Regions from separate parts of the Gossypium hirsutum genome. Here regions 1 and 3 are each linked to region 2. The links are chromatin contacts, called in public Hi-C maps. All regions are on one chromosome and are shown on one strand. The core of a region is the stretch at or near the end of the contact, and the rest is flanking DNA. Distances in the headings are between cores, read along the strand shown. Region 1 holds the start of LOC107901069 (12-oxophytodienoate reductase 3). Region 2 holds the start of LOC107901073 (protein ELF4-LIKE 3). Region 3 holds the start of LOC107899950.

Evidence for each region. A called contact is a pair of places that touch in the nucleus more often than the background predicts.
Region 1: a contact with region 2 is called in a Hi-C map of leaf, with 1.9 times the contacts expected there. The contact joins the promoter of LOC107901069 here to the promoter of LOC107901073 in region 2. A contact is called at or near these places in 7 of 34 Hi-C or Micro-C datasets (callus, hypocotyl, leaf and 2 more).
Region 3: a Hi-C map of leaf shows a contact between it and region 2, with 2.6 times the contacts expected there. The contact joins the promoter of LOC107899950 here to the promoter of LOC107901073 in region 2. A contact is called at or near these places in 7 of 34 Hi-C or Micro-C datasets (anther, leaf and petal).

Annotation. Positions count from the first base shown.
Region 1 is chrD06:14,511,604-14,514,303 of Gossypium_hirsutum_v2.1, reverse strand. LOC107901069 (12-oxophytodienoate reductase 3) reads right to left here and starts at 1,272. Exons shown (of 4, transcript XM_041095349.1): 1 at 659-1,272; 2 at 362-502; 3 at 1-10. The coding sequence starts at 735.
Region 2 is chrD06:14,367,481-14,370,260 of Gossypium_hirsutum_v2.1, reverse strand. It overlaps LOC107901073 (protein ELF4-LIKE 3), which reads left to right and starts at 1,373. Exons shown (of 2, transcript XM_016826920.2): 1 at 1,373-1,672; 2 at 2,663-2,780. The coding sequence starts at 2,707.
Region 3 is chrD06:14,218,641-14,221,355 of Gossypium_hirsutum_v2.1, reverse strand. It overlaps LOC107899950, which reads right to left and starts at 1,302. Exons shown (of 2, transcript XM_016825685.1): 1 at 1,078-1,302; 2 at 790-969. The coding sequence starts at 1,302. The coding sequence ends at 790.

The DNA.
Region 1 (2,700 bases), core at 23-2,522, 140 kb before region 2:
ATGAGGGAACCTGCTTCAATCATTGCACCATTAGACAATTTAGGATATGCCAGGAATCTGGATAACTCAATATTATGAAAATCTGATATTATTGGAACAATCATTTTGTAACAGGGAAGGGATAAAAAGACTAACAAGGGTACCATTATATCATATACAAAATGATTATATTTGAAGTGAAGCATTGCATCTCCCAACCCTATTATCTCATATTCAATTTAATTTAAAAATAAAAACTCTTCCAATATGCAAAACGACACAACATTGGGCAAATGCTATCTGTTTGATGGAAAAGACTAGAAAGTGGTATAACTAATTGGTGGAATAGTCGTATCAGGCTTTGGTTCAATTACGAAATTACCCAGCTGCAGTGTCGGACACCAGTGTCCCTTCGGTGATTAGAAAGCCGCCGGGAGTCGACCTCTGCGTGTAATATTCAGCGAGCGCTGGCCTTGGGTTTCCATTCAACGCCCTGCATCTAGTCATCGGCGCCAGCACCACCCTGCCATCACATTCAAACCAAACTCAATAGACCCCCGGAAATCTTCGGTAGAACGTGTCTGACAACCAAAGTTCCCTCAAGACAAGGATCTAAGCCCCTCCGAAATCAAGGAATCTGATGCAAAAAAAAAAAAACCCGACAAACTGAAACACAGACCTGTGAGAAAGGTTGAACTTGCCCATCTTGTAAGGAGAGAAGAGCGTTGGGGTCCCTTGAGATTGAGTTTCCGGCATTGTTACCTTCCTACGAACTTGATCTGAAGATGAAAAAACTTATCCGCAGTACACACTCCAGTTGAAAAAGTAAGGAAAACCAACAGTTACTAGAATGATTTACTTAATTATATAAAGAAATTTAGGGTGAGAGAATATAAGCATGTGGCATAAAATTGGACGGTATAGGGCTGGGGTTGCGGGAGTATTTTATAGCTGAAAATTTAATCCTTTGTTTTGATTTGATGAGTTGCGTGGGGAGTTTTGATTGGAGATAGATGGGCGGAGGAGTCGGTGGGTGCTATTTATGGCATGGGTTTCATGTGCTGATTTAAACAGTGGCGATTCTTGATGCAAATATGTTTCCGCCGGCAATCACTGTTGCCGACTGGTTGTTGCTTTGAAAAGAAAAAAACTGAGGCAACAAATAGTTGTAGAATGACTAAAGTTTTTCTCTCTCTCTTGCAAAGAAGTATGAGTCAACACTCAAAGCTCAGTTACAATTGTGAGGGTTCCCACTTGACAAAAAAAGGCTGGGTGAAACAACAATTTTGCAATTCATTAATTCTGTTAATATCACGATTATACGTAATTAATACCGTCTGCATAGTTACAATTATAATAAATTAATAAATTATTAGATTTAATAATTGTACTAATTCGAACTTAAATGGTTCAGTTAGGGTTATCCGTTAAAAGAGAAAAAGTACTATACTTGAAAAAATAAATTTGGGGCTCTTTTCTCTCTCTTAAATAGTCTTTTTGTTATTGCGATGGTCAATTCTGATTGATGGATTTAGAGAATGATTATTTCTTAGTGAAGTTTCGATCAATAGAAGACTATAATAAAGCTCTGATTGAGGGTCTGTGGGTGATCTTTGGATAGTATCTAACAATACAACCATGGACACAAAATTTTTCAACAATACAACCATATCCACATAATTTTGTTGCTTGGATACGCCTTCTGGGTCTCCCAGGATATATGTATAAGAAGAAATTGGTTAAAGCCATTGGTGATAGGATTGGTCTAGTTGTTCGACTAGATGATAATACAGATAATAGTTTTCAGGGTTGGTTTGCCAAGATGGCAGTGTTTTTAGACCTCAATAAACTTTTTATTTCCAATATCAAAATTGAGGATAAAGTTCAACGGATTGAATACAAGTCTCTTCCTAATGTTAGTTTTTCCTTTGTTTTCTATGGGCATAATAAAAATCATGTCATGTCATGAAGTTTGCAATTGATCGAAATTTTTTTTTGAGAATGTCTTTGTACCAACTCCTTTTCGTCCTAATTGAGATTATCAGGAAACTCAAGATAAATATGGACTGTGGATGCTTGTTGAGCGTAGAAAACGGAGAGATAGTCGAAATTTTGAAACAGTGAAGGGAGGGCGACAACCGACAAACCAACATGCGTCTAGGTTCAATGTATTACATGACTTACGGGATGATGAAGCTAAAATCTTGGAAAATCATATTCCAAATCCCACGAATTCTGGTAGTGGTCAACAAAATGGGATTGTTATTTATGACAATCCTCTTGTTGAAAAGGAATCTCTTCCTAAACAGATTGAATTTGTTAAAGGGAAGAAAAAAATGGAAGTTGTCCAAGTTAAAAACCAAAGTAAGGTTTCATTGAGTAATGCGGTAACTTCTACACCATCCAAATTAGATTTGGTTAAGGCAGGCCAATTGGTTAACAATTCTGTTGGGCTCAAATCCTTGACCAAAAATGAGCAAAAAAGACATCGTTTGACATCTACACAAATGGGCTCGTCCAACAAGGATTTTGCCACTGTTTTAAATTCGATCCAAGAAGATAAATGCCCCAAAAGCCCAATCCTCACTTTAAAGTGTAATGAATTAAACAATGAGCCTTAGATTAATATTGTCATTTCCAAAGTGTCAACAGAGTCTATCTCGAAGTCCAAAAATTTAGTACAAAGGAAGATGAAAATTTTTCTTGTCCCCGAGTGTAACA
Region 2 (2,780 bases), core at 124-2,623:
GATTTTTATTTTTATTTATTTATGTTTAAAATGTTATGTTTTAGTTATTTACGTTATCATTTTGTTACGAAACGGTCACTTTATCGTTAAGTTTCGTTATCTCTCTAACGGTAGTCTTAAGTGGCAATCCAAATAGATTTTAAATGTTTAGTTGCTAATATGAAAATAAGTTTTTAATTAAATAAATTTTATTTAGACTGCCACATAGGATATCTAAGTTGGTATTTAAAACTCAATTAGACTGCCACATAAGACCGCCATTAGGGAGGTAACAGAACTTAACGGTAGAGTGACAACTTCGTAACAAAATAATAGCGTAAGTGACTAAAATGTAATCTAAGACAAACAAAAATGACTATTTTTATAATTTATCTTAAATTAAGAGTCAATTATTTTAAAAAAAAGTATTTGTATTGATTGTATCGGTTTAATTTTGATCACATCATTTGAAATATTATGCATTAACTGATGCATGAATTCATGCTTAAAATATATTAAATTATTCTTTTACCATTTATAGTAATTAATAATTTAATCTGTATTTATAATAAATTCAAAATAGTACATCGAAATAGTATGAAATTGGGTTGAAAAACTATGTACCCATCAATACAATATTAATCATTTTAATCTAATTTTTCATTCTCATCCAACATTAAAAAAAAAAACCAGAGCTAACATGTCCTTCAACACACATCATAAATTTGTGTTGAAGGTAAATAATAATAATAATAATTGTGTATGGAACATGAGTTTTGAAGAAGAAATTAAAAAATAATAATGAATAACAAAGTTGAGATGTTAAGATAAAATTTTGTTTAAATCAAATCGATTATAATTTCACTCATGTTGACTGATTAGTTATTAAATAGCTCAATCTTTTTTAGCAATCCTGTTTGGAAGAAGTAGAGGCTAAGGTTGTAATTTACAAAACAAAAGACCCAAATTAGCAGACAAAGAACACATTTAAACAAACAATAAAACTATAATCATGGTAATTAAAAAGATGGAAAATCAAAAGTGCGTAATTGATAAGATTTCCAGTTTTGGTTTAAAAACATGGTAGTAGTAACATTCTTCACAAAAATCAAAAACTAAATTCATCATTGTCACCAATCCATTTTATTTATTAAAAGCTGAAAATGACATTCAAAATATTCCTTCTGCAATACTAAATAAAAATAATAATCAACATCAAGCTCTTATTTTTATTTTATTTTTTCCAGGAATGTTATAAGATATCTTGGATTGAGGGACCCCCTTCATCGGTAGATTGGGATTTTCCATCAATGTCCATATGCCACGTGGCGACTCATGAACACCAGCTCGAATCACTCATCATGCCCCCGGATCTGAGTATTACACCCAGACACCAATCCAATCCAATCCAATCCAATCCAATCTCATCCCCCACGGTTTTTCTTTTATCCCCTAAACTCTTCTTAATAATTACTTACTATCTCATCATTATTTTAATTTTTATTCCAACAATACTGTACCTTCTACATATAGCAAATATGGAACTAAAAATATTTAAGCTACATATTCCCCCCCCCCTCTCTCTCAAATAATTCATTTTCTTTCTTGCTTCCTCCTGAGTACGGTTTAATCGCCCATCTTTTTTCCTTCATTCAACCTGTGTCTGCTTCCCAGAATATAATGCTCCAACAAGGTACGTGTATATGCAAAAGTAATTACTATATCATTGATGTACTTGAATTTTTATTTATGTCTTCTATAGCAAATGATTTCAAAGAAAATAAAAACATGTAATAATATTTCTATCTTTGTCTTGTGTAGTTAATTTATTGATTTCTTTTTTTCATTTTCAGCTGATGGGTTTTCTTAATTTATTATATTTCTTTGTAAAACACTTGGATCTTACCAAGATAACTTCTTGTTTTTTTATTTAACACTTTTTTTCTTTTTCCTTTTTTTTTTAAATCTTGTTTAGCTGAGTGAGTGATGGGGTTGTATGCTTCTTATTCCTTGAATTTGATGCAAAATCTTTTTTTTCTCTCTTTTTTTCTTAATTTTAATTTACTTTTTATAAATAAATTTAATGTTTTTCTGTATTTGTTTTATATATCTATATATATTTCTCATTGTCATTTTTGCTGTTAAAAAGATTAATAATGCTGTCTCTCTGCAGCATAGTACTAACTATGAGAGTAATCTTATCTGCATCATTGACTAGTTTTCTTTTTTAATAACAAATTTTGGGTGTGTTTGAGATGCTTCCTTGCAACTCCATGTTTTAGTTGGGTATTTTCTGAGTACATTAAAAAAAGTTTCCCTTTTATGGAAATGGATCTGCTTTTTCACATCTCATCATAAGTAATAATAATAGTAAAAAAGATAAACAATAATATCAACTATTATTTTTCATGTTTTGTTTATTGATCTTTCTATGAAAGAACTGAAAGTAGCATGCATGGTGATGGACATGATTTCTACTGCAGGCCTTTGTCTCTTACACCTTAAACAATTCTTGTTTTTTTCTTTTTCTTTTTGCTATATTTAACTATGTATGATTATGGCTATTTTATTAGTAAAAACAATACATCATCGATGTATATTAAGTTTCTAACTACTGCCGTCTCATATATTGTTTCCCTATCATATTCTTTCCTTTCTTTGTTGTAAGTTTTCGATTTGATAGAACTGCGAGTTTCCACAAAGTAAGGCCCAAAAGTAAAAAATAAAATGGAGGGTGACACATTGAGGCTTGGCAATGGTGGTGGTCAGATAGATGGGAAGGTGGTGCAGACATTTCAAAA
Region 3 (2,715 bases), core at 53-2,552, 150 kb after region 2:
CAAATTAACTACAGTAAATACTGATAATTGCACCTTTTGTGCTGGCAAACATATACACCACTACTAAAATTTTGATTTACATCTCTAATTTATCGGCCACGTGGTGAGTTTATTATAGAGTTATGATAAATGTTTATTGCTAGGTATCTTCTGTCCATAAGTTGGCTGGACATGATGATTCTCTTGTTTCACAAAATTTTATCTCCCACAACTCAAAAATACATTCAACTATTTATCATTACAAATACTTCTTTTTATCTAGTTTGAATTTAATTTTTTATGTGAATTATTTTTAAGGTTTGAATAATTTTTTGTAGAGGGGATTTATTTGCAAGTTGAGATATATACGAATCTAAACTATCAAACCATTTACTTGACATAAAAAGGATATTTGCTCTCTGAAAAGATTTGTAAACTAAAGAAAGGTAAAAGAAGATATTAAGCAAACTCAAATTCATTCTTGTTTTTCATATCTGTGGATGAACTTACATTTATACATTTGATTTCTTAACTGTTATATAACAGCTCAACTGTAAAGTTGTTATTAATAGAATTGCTAGAGTACTTATACTATAACTACTTAACTAATTCATAAACTCTAATATTCACCTATCTACCCAACCTTCGAAACTCGTAAGAGCTGTCGAAGTTTACAAAATTGAGATGCAGACAACAGTTTAGTAAGAACGTCAGCAACTTGATCACAGGCATAAACTTCTTCGACGATAAGAAACCCAGCAACAACTTTCTCACAGAAAAAAAATAGATCAAGTTCGACATGTTTAAACTTTAAATGTAAAACCGGATTGCCACTGCAACAACACTCGAATTATCACACCATATTGTTGGTGTATCAACAGAAAGATACTGAAGTTCACTTAATAAAGGCATTAGCCATGTAACATCCATAGTTGCAGCCGCCAACCCGTGATACTCAACCTCAGCGGTGGAACAAGACACAACCTGTTGCTTTTTAGAACACCACGAGATAGGGTTATCACCAAAATAGATATAGTATCCTGTAGTAGACCATCGATCATCAAAATCTAACCCCTAATTCACATCAACATAGCCAACCAAAGATAGCCTCTTAGATGGTTTGACAAGCAGACCATTATCAACCATACCACTCAAATAGTGTAAAATTCGTTTGAATGTCACAAAATGAACATATGTGGGAGCATGCATGAACTGACAGATATGGTTCACAGCATAAGTAATATCAGGCCGGGTTAGCATGACATATTGTAAAGCACCGACAAGACTACGATATTCGCTAGGGTCTTCAATTAGAGTACCCATGGTTTTGGACAGAAAAGAATAGCTAACCATAGGTGTATGAATAGCCTTAACATGAATGAGATGACAACGATCAAGCAAGTCAAGAACATACTTAGGTTGACATAGATGAAGAGTTCCATTAGTCAGGCGAGTGACTTCAACACCTAGGAAATAATGAAGATCCTACATGTCTTTGAGTGAAAACATAGAATGAAGTTGTTCAACAAACACGTCAATATTAGGAGCTGAACTCTCGGTAACGATAATATCATCAACATATACAAACGTATACATATGAGCCACATCAATAATACGTATAAACAGGGAAGCATCAGATTTGGACTTGACAAAACCTATGGAAAAAAGATAGGATTTCAACTTATCAAACCACCCTCTTGGAGCCTGTCGTCATCCATACAACGCCTTTGTTAACCAACAAACCAAAGGTTACCCATCGGCATTATGTTGAACATATCTAGGAGGTTGATAAATGAAGACTTCTTCGGTAAGCTCACCATTGAGAAAAACATTATTTACATCTACTTGCTGTAGCTGCCACTGCTGGGACACAACAATTGATAGAATGGTCTTGATGGTGGCTGGTTTAACAGCAAGACTAAAGGTTTCTTGAAAATCACAACCTGGTACCTGAGAACAACTTTTGGCAACTAATCTCCCCTTCCGTCGAGCAATAATGCCGTCGGGATTTCGTTGAAACTTAAACAACCATTTACACCCGATCGACTTTCTCCCTAGTGGCAAAAGAACTAACTCCCAAGTGCGATTACGAATTAATGCATCATATTCAGCTTGAGCCGCTACTTTCCATTCCTCATGAGCAAAAGCTTCATCAATCGTACGAGGCTCATTTTTAGCAGTTTCAACAGCTAAAACTTTATGTTTGAAAATACCAGCTTTGGACTGTGTCACCATATGATGTGTATTCCCAGTAGGTTGAGGAAGATCGACTACAGTGGCGAAAAATTCTGGTGCGGGAGAAGGGTTGTTTCCAAGTTGTGGAGAAGAATTGATCGTAGTAGAGGGAACTACTGGTGTGTGTGATGGAGTAGTAGTATAACCCAAGTGAAACGAATCATAACGTAAGAGCACAGGATTTTCTGTATTCTGATCAGGAGAACTAGAAGGAGAGGACAACAACTGCACAAGAGGAATATACGTAGTGACACACTCAGTTGTTACGGGAGATGATGAAGGATGTTCATGATACAGAAACCTACTTTCATAAAAATAACATGTCGAGAGATAAAAACTTTCCCGTCAGGCGTGATGCAGACTATATCCGAGAAAAGTACACGACTGAGATCGAGACTCCACTTATGTTTATTAAAAGGACGAAGATATGGAAAATAACAACAGCCAAAAATATGAAGATGATCATAAGTTAGAAATTTTCCATAAAGTATTGAATATGGA